Regions from separate parts of the Mustela erminea genome. Here region 1 is linked to region 2. Evidence: chromatin contacts called from public Hi-C data. All regions are on one chromosome and are shown on one strand. Each heading gives the region's core, a stretch centred on a gene start, on an enhancer-like site or on the middle of the called end of the contact. The rest is flanking DNA. Distances are from core to core; before and after follow the strand shown. Region 1 overlaps INSR (insulin receptor). Region 2 holds the start of INSR (insulin receptor).

What was found. A called contact is a pair of places that touch in the nucleus more often than the background predicts.
Region 1: a contact with region 2 is called in a Hi-C map of fibroblasts, with 3 times the contacts expected there. The contact joins the enhancer-like site here to the promoter of INSR in region 2. A contact is called at or near these places in 3 of 3 Hi-C or Micro-C datasets (fibroblasts, skeletal muscle and spleen).

What each region holds. Positions count from the first base shown.
Region 1 is chr1:6,101,243-6,106,183 of mMusErm1.Pri, forward strand. All of the region lies in intron 2 of INSR (insulin receptor), which reads left to right. LOC116571702 (a long non-coding RNA gene) reads left to right here. Exons shown (of 2, transcript XR_004277953.1): 2 at 1-187. Among named protein-coding and RNA genes, the nearest start is that of INSR, 69 kb to the left of the region's middle. Within about 2 kb of position 2,934, the one cell type or tissue checked has open chromatin away from gene starts, as enhancers often do. A contact at or near this core is called in fibroblasts, where this site is marked.
Region 2 is chr1:6,030,521-6,035,558 of mMusErm1.Pri, forward strand. INSR (insulin receptor) reads left to right here and starts at 3,754. Exons shown (of 21, transcript XM_032309620.1): 1 at 3,754-4,349. The coding sequence starts at 4,250.

The DNA.
Region 1 (4,941 bases), core at 1,684-4,183, 70 kb after region 2:
ACCTCAAACATAGTCTCGATCATGGAGATAAACCTCAATTAGGCAACAAGGAGTTTGGATACGATGGTTAATAAGATCATGGTAACAGAGGAGACTGAACTTTGTACTCTACAAATGATACACATTTGAAAGTACTCTTGGAATATTTAGAAAAATTAATCATCTGTTAAATCTCAAAAAAAAAAAAGGAGCCCCAACACAGTCCAAAAAACACTAGCCCTAATCTTTTGCTGCAGAATGTTAAGTGGAAATTAATTTTTAAAAGCTTAACTGAACAGACATGCGAGACAAACTGTTACCATGTGATGAGGAAAAACAAAACAGAGCTCTTAACTTTGGTTAGGGAAGAGCTCAGTACTGTAAGGACAGACTCTTCAGAAGGCAGTAGAATAGATGCAGAGACAAATTCAGGGCCATAAGCGATCACCCACAGAAATCACAAAAATGACACAACAAATAATAGAACAGTTCTTTCCAGGAAGAAGGAAATGATGAATTAACAGGGACTAACTGATTTAGAAAACAAATAGAACTGACAAACTCAAGAGCTGGGTCTTTTAGAGCTATAATGCCCAATAAGGTAGCCACTGGCCACAGGAAAATTAATTGATTTGCAGTCACGTTGCCCAGATTTCCAGCGCTCAGTAGCTATAAGTGGCTAGTGAATTTGGACAGCACAGATACAGAACTTTTCTATCAATGCAGAAAGTATATAAGACAGTGCTGTTTTCCAAAGGACTTCTGAAATAATGTAACTAAGGGGGGGAAAAGGGGGTGGGAGGACAGATATTGTAGAATTAAGAATGAAAAGAGAAATGTAAAACCCAGTAAAAATTATAGACAGCTCTGGTAATACTTTTGGGAATCTTACTGAAATAATTTCACTTAGTGTTTTAAGTACTTATTTTATTAGACTGATCAGGACCTTGTGGAAGAAATTAAGGCTGTGATTTTGCCCCCAAGAGCAGCTATGCCTGAATCTCATAAATTGCCACTGTGAATTTCCAAATAGCCTTTAAAATTTACCTTGGCTCAAGAAGCCAAAAATCTGAGTAGGTGGAAACAGCTTTTAAAAAGTGACCCTTAGAGTCCCTGCCTAACACACGAATGTGTTACGTACACAAATCAAGAAAACTTGAAAAATATCCACGACAGACAAACAGGGGTCCTTACACCTTCCAAGAGTGGGTTTTAGGACCAGGCTGGGGTGGACTGAGGAGGGACTTAGCAGATGTTGTGGACTCCACATGTCAAACCCAGGTCAGGGAAGTCTGAGCACCCAGCTTCTTTGTCCGTCGTTTGTCTTAAGAGTCCGCAGCCGCCCAAGTTGGAAACTGGGGAACCATCTGGGAGAGAAGTCCCAAAGGCTCCACCTCCCTAGTGGTTTCCCAAGGCAGCCTCTTCCTTCCTGTCCCTTCTGCCCTTGGCTTCCTCAGCCGTCCACCAGAGAGCTAGAAAATTGTCCCAGACATGGGTCTGATGGTGTCTTTTCTAGTCGAAGCCCTTCTTTGGTTCTTCCTGAGGTGCAGAGTCCAAGCCCCCAGGCTCCCTAACTTCCCCCTCTGCCCTGACCTCCCCTGCCTCCTTCCCCTGTACTCTGCCCTTCATCAACTCTGAACTGTTTATAGTTGCCTAAAGGCAGCTTCCGATGATTCATGCATTTGCACACACTGTCCCTCCCCCATGGGGTAAAGCCAGTCACCTGATCCCCCACCTTTTTCCCCCCTATGAGCTTTATTGTGTACCTACTGTGTGCATGGCTCTAGAGCTCAGCATAAGACAGGCGAGTTCCTCCTTCCTTTCACAGGGCATATCAGGAGAGGAGAGACAGTGTCTCCATTCATTTCTGGGTACCAGTGCCAAGAAGGGGCGAGATCCAGGTGGGCCACAGTGGGGAGCAGGTAAATAAAACCCAGAGAACTCCATGATGCCACACTCAGCCCCATTCTCCTTGGGAGACCTGGGTTTGAGTTTTGGAGGAGCCGTTTGCTAGCTGAGTTGGCCTCAGCAAAGCTGTCTTTCTGTGCCTCAGAAGGAGATCATTGTTTTGAGTAGTAGGATTAATACCTTCCTAACTGATGTGGGTTGACCGTCCTATTCTGCAGGAGGAATGTACATTTTTAAACTGTATTCTTGGTGGGAGGTGGTTAGAGATAATGCCTGTTCACTGCCTCAGTTTACGGAAATTGCAAATACACGCCGAGCACACAGGTCTGAGGTTTTCAGATCTACAGGGAACACTGGCTGGAGGGCACCTCAAAAGTAGCCTGTAGATTTTCTTAAAAGTGTAATTTATGAGTATGGTTCTTGGTTTTCTGCGTGAGTGATGGGTGCAAGTCCTGGGGGTAGGGTCCGAGAGAGCTGTGCCACTCCCCCCTGGCCTCCAATTTGGGGGATTTTGCTGTGTGACCCTGGAGAGCCGCTCCCCCTCTCTGGGCCCCCAGCGAGTGAAGCCTGGGGCCAGGGCGCCCCTCGGCCATCCCAGGCCCTGCCACGCGGTGACCCGATCTCCTCCCGGGCACACGTCCAGCTCGCGAGCGGCCCAAGTGGTGCAGCGGCTGCTTGGGGCGGCCCTTACACTTGGCTTCGTCTTTTCTTGAACTTTCCCCAAAGTTCCATTCTTTGCAGGCCCGTCCTGCAGGGTCTGCATCCTCGGGAGGGCCCCCCACCCCCCAGCGCGGACTGCCTGGCGGCGGTCACGGCTGGAGCACCAGTCGGGCCGACCGAGCCCCGCGCGCCTGGGGGCGGGGCCAGAGCTCCGGCAACACGCCCGTGTATTGGCTGAGCGCGAGGGCGGCGCTGCGGCCACCGCCATCACCTGGCCCAGATTCCACGGAGCGGACTGCACCTCGGGCTTTGTGCAGCGCGCGGTTGCCGCTGGCTCGAGGGGGGCGGGGCCTCGCCCGCCTTCGGCCCGCCCGTTAGGAACTATACACACGCAGATGCCTGTCACCGACCAATCCTGAGGCTGCTTTAACGGGGAGCACCCCTCCCATTTCCCCCCCTCCCCGCTTTTCTGGCCTGCGCGTACGGTATGTCTTCTAAGAGCTTCGCAATTAGATTCCAAATGCATCTGGAAAGCCTATCGGTTCGCGCGCGTGGGGGCGGCATTGTCAGGGAACCGAAGGGGGGAGCTTCCCTGCTTCAAGGACACGCGTCCTTGCGGTTGTCGCTTCTCGCGGATCGCCGACTGGAAAGGGCGTCTGTTGACCGCCGAGCCGTCAGAAGTTTGCCCCCGGCTCCTCCCCACCATTAAATCACCGAGGGGAGGAATTCCCCGAGTCAGTGCTGCCCTAGCTCGGGGGCTCGGGGGCTGGGCGGGGTGCTGGGGGCTCGAACCTCAGCCGCCCGGGGCCCAGGGCGGGCGTGGGGGAGAAGGTCTGTGAATGGAAACCGAGTCAATGACTCTACAGAGTTTATAAAATTCACACTTTCAGGGAGAGCCACGGGGCCCTGTGGGGAATGTGTCTGCAAGCCCATGACGCAACTGTTCCGTTTGGAAATTTCTGGAAAGCAGTAATTTTGGGAATAATAAATCTTGAGGTCCCCCCCCCAACTACAGGCTTTGGAAAGAAATGTAACAAAATGTTATTAACATATGTTGTACTCTGGAAACATAGTGGCTTCTTTCCTTTGACTTTGTTTTGCTTTTTACCATATAGCTTTTTAATTAAGGAACACCAAACCGATTTCAACTTTAAAAAAAGGCAAAGGGGGAATAAAAAAGGTGGCTGTCTTTTTCTAAGCATGTCGTTTATAGTGCAGCCCTGTGCTAGTCTTTCCCACTGTTCTAACCTTTAAACCTTACTTTGGATTTATTTTCACCTTTTTGTTTTGATGTAGTTTTCAGGTTTACAGAAGAGTTGCAAGAATTGTATCCAGATTCATTGTTTACATCTTACTGGACTTATTTCTAAAGCATTTATTTACACGTATTATATACATATATTTGGTTTTTTCCTTGAGTCTTTTGAGAGTCAGTTGTAGGCGTACTGGGCCTCAACTGGTAACTTTTTAGTGGCTTTCTAAGGACGAAAATTACCTTGCATGGCGGCAGTACAGTGAGCAGAATCAGAAGTTAACACTGAGGCAATATTTTAATCCACGAGCTTGTGTATAAGTCTTATCCCAGGAGCCAGTGTTGTCCTCATCAGTACTATATTTTCCTGGCCCTCTTTTCGATCTAAGACCACACTTCTTACTTAGTTGTTTTGACTGTCGGTTTTGTAATAAGGCAAAAATGATCGAAGAGACCATTGTATAAGCTCGCAGTGATGTCAGGCGGCTCTTACATAGTTGTACCGGGGTAGTTGGGGGTAGAATTGTATGGTTAATCAGTAGTATTTTTTAATTGTCTACCAGGGGCTTTTAAAATACATATTTTCAAATAGATGTCAGTTTTTAAAAGGGTATTATACATACATAGCAAAAACCAAAAAACAAAACCAAAAAAAACCCTACCAAATTTGCTGATATGTAAGGGTGTCCTACATACTGTCTGCTCCAAGCTCATTCCCTTCCCCAGTTTTGGGGCACATTTCTTGTGTCCCTTTCAGAGGGACGTATGTCTCATTTGTCCTTTTCTCTCCCCTCCCATCATTCCCATTTAAAGATAATAATTTCTGTACAGCAGAATCTGCCCTCTTTTTGTGTAAAGTTCTGCGAGTTTTGACTGATACATACATTCACATAACCACCACCTTTGTCAAGATACAGAATGGTTCCATCATCCCCTGCCCCCACCCCCCGCCCAGATCCTTTAGACCCTTTTCCAGCCCCTCCTCAGTTCCAGCCCAGTGATGTGTCCACTGCCCGGACAGTTTTGGCTTTTCCAAGATACCATGTAAATGGAATCATAAAGCACGTAAGACTGGCTTCTTGCACTCAGGACAAAGTGTTTGAAATTCATCCACATTTTGTGGTTGTTAACACTTAGGTGAC
Region 2 (5,038 bases), core at 2,504-5,003:
CACGTCCTTTGCCATTTAAATTGTGGCAAACAAGAATTTGGGGTTTTATCTCACTGAAAAAGAAAAGCTATGTTTTGTGTATTTTGTAATATAGTATAATGCATGGCTTTTATCTGTCATTTAATCTTTTCTGACTTAAAATTTTTTTCCTCACTTTTACAAATCTGATTTTTGACCTTATGTATGATTTTTTTTTTGCTATTCATATAATCTGTTTTTGCATAGCCAAATTTGTTATTTTTGGATTTTAGATTTGGGACTTGTGCCTTGCTTAATGAGATACTCCCTACTTTGAAATTATGAAACAATATTTCCACATTGTAGCGTCTTATGGTTTCATTTGTGAATGGCTGCGGAATTCATCAAATACATTTGTAGTTTGGTCGTGGGGGTCATGAGACTTCCCTCCTTGATCTATTAGAACGGTGATCTCGATGGTTAGACTTCCTAGCATTGAACCATGTTTGCACTCCTGGTTCCACCTGATCCTGCCGTTGGTGCTATGTGTGTGTGTGTGTGTGTGTGTGTGCGTGAGCGTGCGTGCTTTAATTTGCTTGGTTCTGTTAGTAAATTCTCCATGCTGAGTTTTTGCACTGTTATTCTCAAATGAACGCAGTCTGTAATTTTTTTTTCTTTTTGCCTCCTGACTCCTAAGCGTAATGTATTAAATCAGGTTTCCATGACAACATAGGAGTCTGGATTTACATTTATTTTCCTGCTTCAATGAAATGGAAAACAGCTAGATTGAAAATGATTGCACCAGAAGGACCTGCTAAGAGAAGGCCCCCAGCAGGCTGAGGGTAAGGTCTCCCCAAGCGCCATTTCATGGGCAAGAAAAGTGTTCGTTGTCTATATTCATGAACAATGAACCAAGCTTTCTTTCTCTTGAGATCATACAGTTCCGAGTACAATGTATTTAAATGTCAAACCAAAGCCAGGCTAACAAACAAAGTGAAATAAAAAGCCCCAAACGGTTTTTTGTTTTTTTAAAGTAGGTTCCACATCCAACATGGGGCTTGAACTCACAACTCTGAGATCAAGAGTCACATACTCTACCAACTAACCGGCCAGCCAAAATAGTTTTTCAAAATTTAAAACTCTTGATTTTGAGATGATGCTAGACTCCATGCAAAGTACAGCAAATCTCTATGTCCACAATGTTCACCAGATTTACAAATTTTGTCAAAATTTATCACATCTGCTTTGTTCTCTCCTTCTTTGTCTGTTTTTTCGAAATGGTTTGAAAGTCAGTTGCAGACATTCTGCCCTTTTATCCCTATATATTTCATTTAGTATGTGTTTCCTTTTTTTTTTTTTTAAAGATTTTTTATTAATTTATTAGAAAGAGTGAGCACAAGCAGTGGGGGCGGGGGTAGGAGAGGGAGAAGCAGACTCCCTGCTGAGCAAGGAGCCTGGTTCAGGGTTCAATCCCAGGACCCTGGGATCATGACCTGAAGCGAAGGCAGACGGTTAACTGACTGAGCCACCCAGGCGCCCCCCCAACAACCATCAGTTTTGACATTAGCAGATGGTTATTGCCCGAATCAATTATTTGAAAGTGCCAAAGCCTGGTTTTTCTGCTTCTGTTCCAAAAATGTTTAAAAGGCAGAGGTTGACTTTCAATTTTTAGATGACTATTTTTTTGGGGGGGGGGAGCTGGGGGGTTTTACAAAAGAAAGAGCAAGTGGTTTCAGGAAGTGGCGGGGTGTTCCTTTCCAAGTCGCAACTGAAATGATCCTTTCCTCAACACACAAGTCCTGTGTCCTGAAGGGTTTCCAGAGGCCAGCGTGTTTCCTTCCTCGTGTTTTTCAGCACGTGCTTCCCACCCGAAACTGTGGTGGCTTTTGGGGGCTCCCGTGGATCTGAGGGAAGCCCATAGCTCTGGACAGGTTTGCACAAGGAGGAAGGATAACACTGTTGTACCCGTAATTCCTGATACCCCGGGACTGCAGCTACCTTCTCTTTGTTATCCCTGGGTCCATGCTTGCCTCATGGCCCAGGATGAAAGATTCTCAGAAAGAAAATCAGATTATGTGAGCCCTTTTGTGTAAACCCTCTAGCGGCTCCCCATTGCTTTTAGGATAAAGGCGGTTTGGAAGGGGACTTAACGTGGTGTATTCAAGGCTCTTCCCCTCCTAGCCCTGACTCTGAGTCCACCATCCCTTCTCTCTTTGTGCCTGGATATGCTGGTCTCCCCACCTGGAACCCTTCCATTCCTTCCTCTGCTGACTCCTCCTCACCTTCAGATTCCAGCCCAAACTACTTCCTTGGAGGATCCTTCCCTATCCCTCCTACCCACACCCCACTTTATGCCCCCAGGGTTGTTTAATTAATGCCCCCCCCCCCAGACTATGAGGTCTACAAGGGAACCTAGCGTGTTTATTTTGCTCATTGTAAATCCTCGTTACTTATTGTATGTTGATTCTTCCATTCAACAAATATTTATTAAGCACCAGCTAGGTCAGGCACTCGGTGTAACATGGTGAAAACGATCCGCACAATTTCTGCTTAGTGGGGAAGGGAGAAGATACACAGAAACCCCAAAGAATTTCAGGAGGTGCTGGTGTGAGGTCAGTAACAGGGAAGGGGACAAAGGGATGGGGGGGGGGCATTTGCAAAGGGTGGTCTGGGAAGGCGCGTTGGAGCACAGAGGTGGGGCCGAAGGCTAGAGGGACAGGAGAGGGAAGAGCCAGAGGCCAGGAGTAGGTCTGGTGGGTTAGAGGAACAGTGGGCTGAGCTCGTGGCAAACGACTATTTGTTTAATGGATCGGAGGAAGAATGAGCGCCCTCTGCCTAGAATTGTGCTGGATGCTTTCTCATGCTTTATTGTTCTTGTCCCTTGTCAGATCTGACCTGCAGGTATGGTTACCATCACAGAGAGGAGGCTAACCCAGAGAGAGAGAGAGAGAGAGAGAGAGAGAAAGTGTCCCACGTCCAAGACCGCATAGGAAGTGAGTGGAGAGGGAGCCCGATTCCACTCGGTTCTGGCTTTCTAGTCTTAAGGCTCCTTCCCTTTCCCCTCCCGCCCCTCAAGGTGGGTTGGCCGCTGTCATGCCCCATTCGTGAATGACATTTGCTAGACATTCAGACACACACGGACTCTGGGTCCGTGTATTGGAAAGCGGGTGTGTCCACCTGTGCGGTTACCCGGCTCTGTGGGGCCTGGTTTGCCCTTCCGCGAGATCCTGCACCTTCTCCCAGGTGCCTTTTCTCCAACTTGAACCACAAGCCGCGCTTAAGGCACCCTCCCTTAGCCCTGCCACGGAGACGCTGAGCGCACTGGGCGCGCGTGCACGTGGCTGTCCCCAGGGCCCGGGCGCTGGGCGGGGGCGCCCGCGCGTCTACTACGAGACGCGCTGGCAGGACTGGGACGAGGGTGACGCGAGCGCAATATTTAAGGGAGTACCAAAAAACCCAGTGACCAAGATAAACAGTATTTTAATGAAATATTTAAAAAAATCAAGATGAACCTCCCCAAGTCCAAGGCAATGAAATAGCAAAAACGTTAAAGAAGGGATCCGTCTCGATGGGTTGGGCATCTGGGGCGCCCCCAAACTCTGAGACTCGAGTCGCGGGGTGTCGGGGCGCCCCCTGGGCCAGGGCGCGCCGGGGGCCCTCGAGCGCTGGGGCCCGGGGTGGGGAGGCTGGCGGGCGGGGCGGGGCGGCGCCTCCCTCTCGCGGTCCTCCCTCCACCCCTCCCGGGCCTCTCCCGGGCGCCGAGTCCCTTCCCAGTCCCGATCCGCGCCGCCTTTTCCCGCGACCCGCACGGGGCCCAGCTGACGGGCCGCGTTGTTTACGGGCCGAGCAGCCCTCGCTCCCGCCGCCCGCCCGCCCGCCACTCGCCTGCCCAGGTGCCCGCCCGGCCGTCCGCGCGTCTGTCTGTCCGCGCGTCCGTCTGTCTCAGCGCGCGCAGATCGTGGCCCAGAGCGCTCCGGGCCGAAAACCGGGCGGCCGGGGCGCAGCGAGGGGCTCCGGGCCGGGAGATCTCAGGACGGGGCCCGGGCCGCGGCGGTCCTGGGTCGGGGCCGCCTCCGCCGCGGCGCCGCCGGATTTGTAGAGGCCGAGGCCCCGCGCCCCTGCTGGGGCTGTTTCTAGGGCCCTTCCGGGAGGGGCTGCGGCCGGTGGGCCGCCGGCGTGGAACAGAAGGACGCGCGTCCCCCAGCGCCGCTCGGGCGGCCGCCTCGGAGCATGACCCCCGCGGGCCGGCGCCGCGCGCTCTGATCCGCCGGGACCCCGCGCTCCTGCAGCCATGGGCGCCGGGGCTGGGCGGGGGGCGGCGACCGCGCCGCTGCTGGTGGCGGTGGCCGCGCTGCTGCTGGGTGCCGCGGGCCACCTGTACCCCGGAGAGGGTGAGTCTGGGGGCCCGGGAGTGGGCGGGGAGCCACGCGGTGGGGAGGGGACCCCTTGCCAAAATGGAGCCCACCGCCGTGGACCCAGAGCCCTCCTCGGTGCGTGGGGGTGGGGGGTGGTGGTGGTGGTGCGGGTGGCCGGGACCGTAGCTTCGGCCCCGCGCGGGGCGGGAAGCCGCTGACCTTGGCCTTTGCCCGCCTGGGCTCGCGGTTCCGCGCCCCGTGTGCGGGCCCCGGGCCGGAGGAACCTTGCCCCAGTGCCCGCCCCGCCGCGGGTGCCTCTCCCAAGCGCGCCTCGGACCCGTGCCTAGTCCTCTCCGAGCCCACCTCGCTCCGGAGACGGGACACGCGTCATCTTCGGGTCCTATGTAAAGTGGAGTCCCTGGGGCCGTGCGGCCTTGGACAGTCAAATGCCAGGGGCACACGGGGTTTGGAGTGAGAGTCGAGGGTGACAGGACTGAGGGTCCCTTGGGGTCCCTTTTCATAGGTGCTCCCCAGGGGGAATTGTAGAATCTGACCCCCCTCTCCGGATCTAGGCCCGGGGCTATGGGGACTTCAGATCCGTGTTTACACTTTGGGGTTCTGTTTCCAGATGTCCGGAGGCAAACTCTAGCGCCTTGGCAACGGGGCGTTTGTTGTAGTAGAAGTAGGGGTGTCTTTATTGTGATTATTATAGTGTCACCAGATGC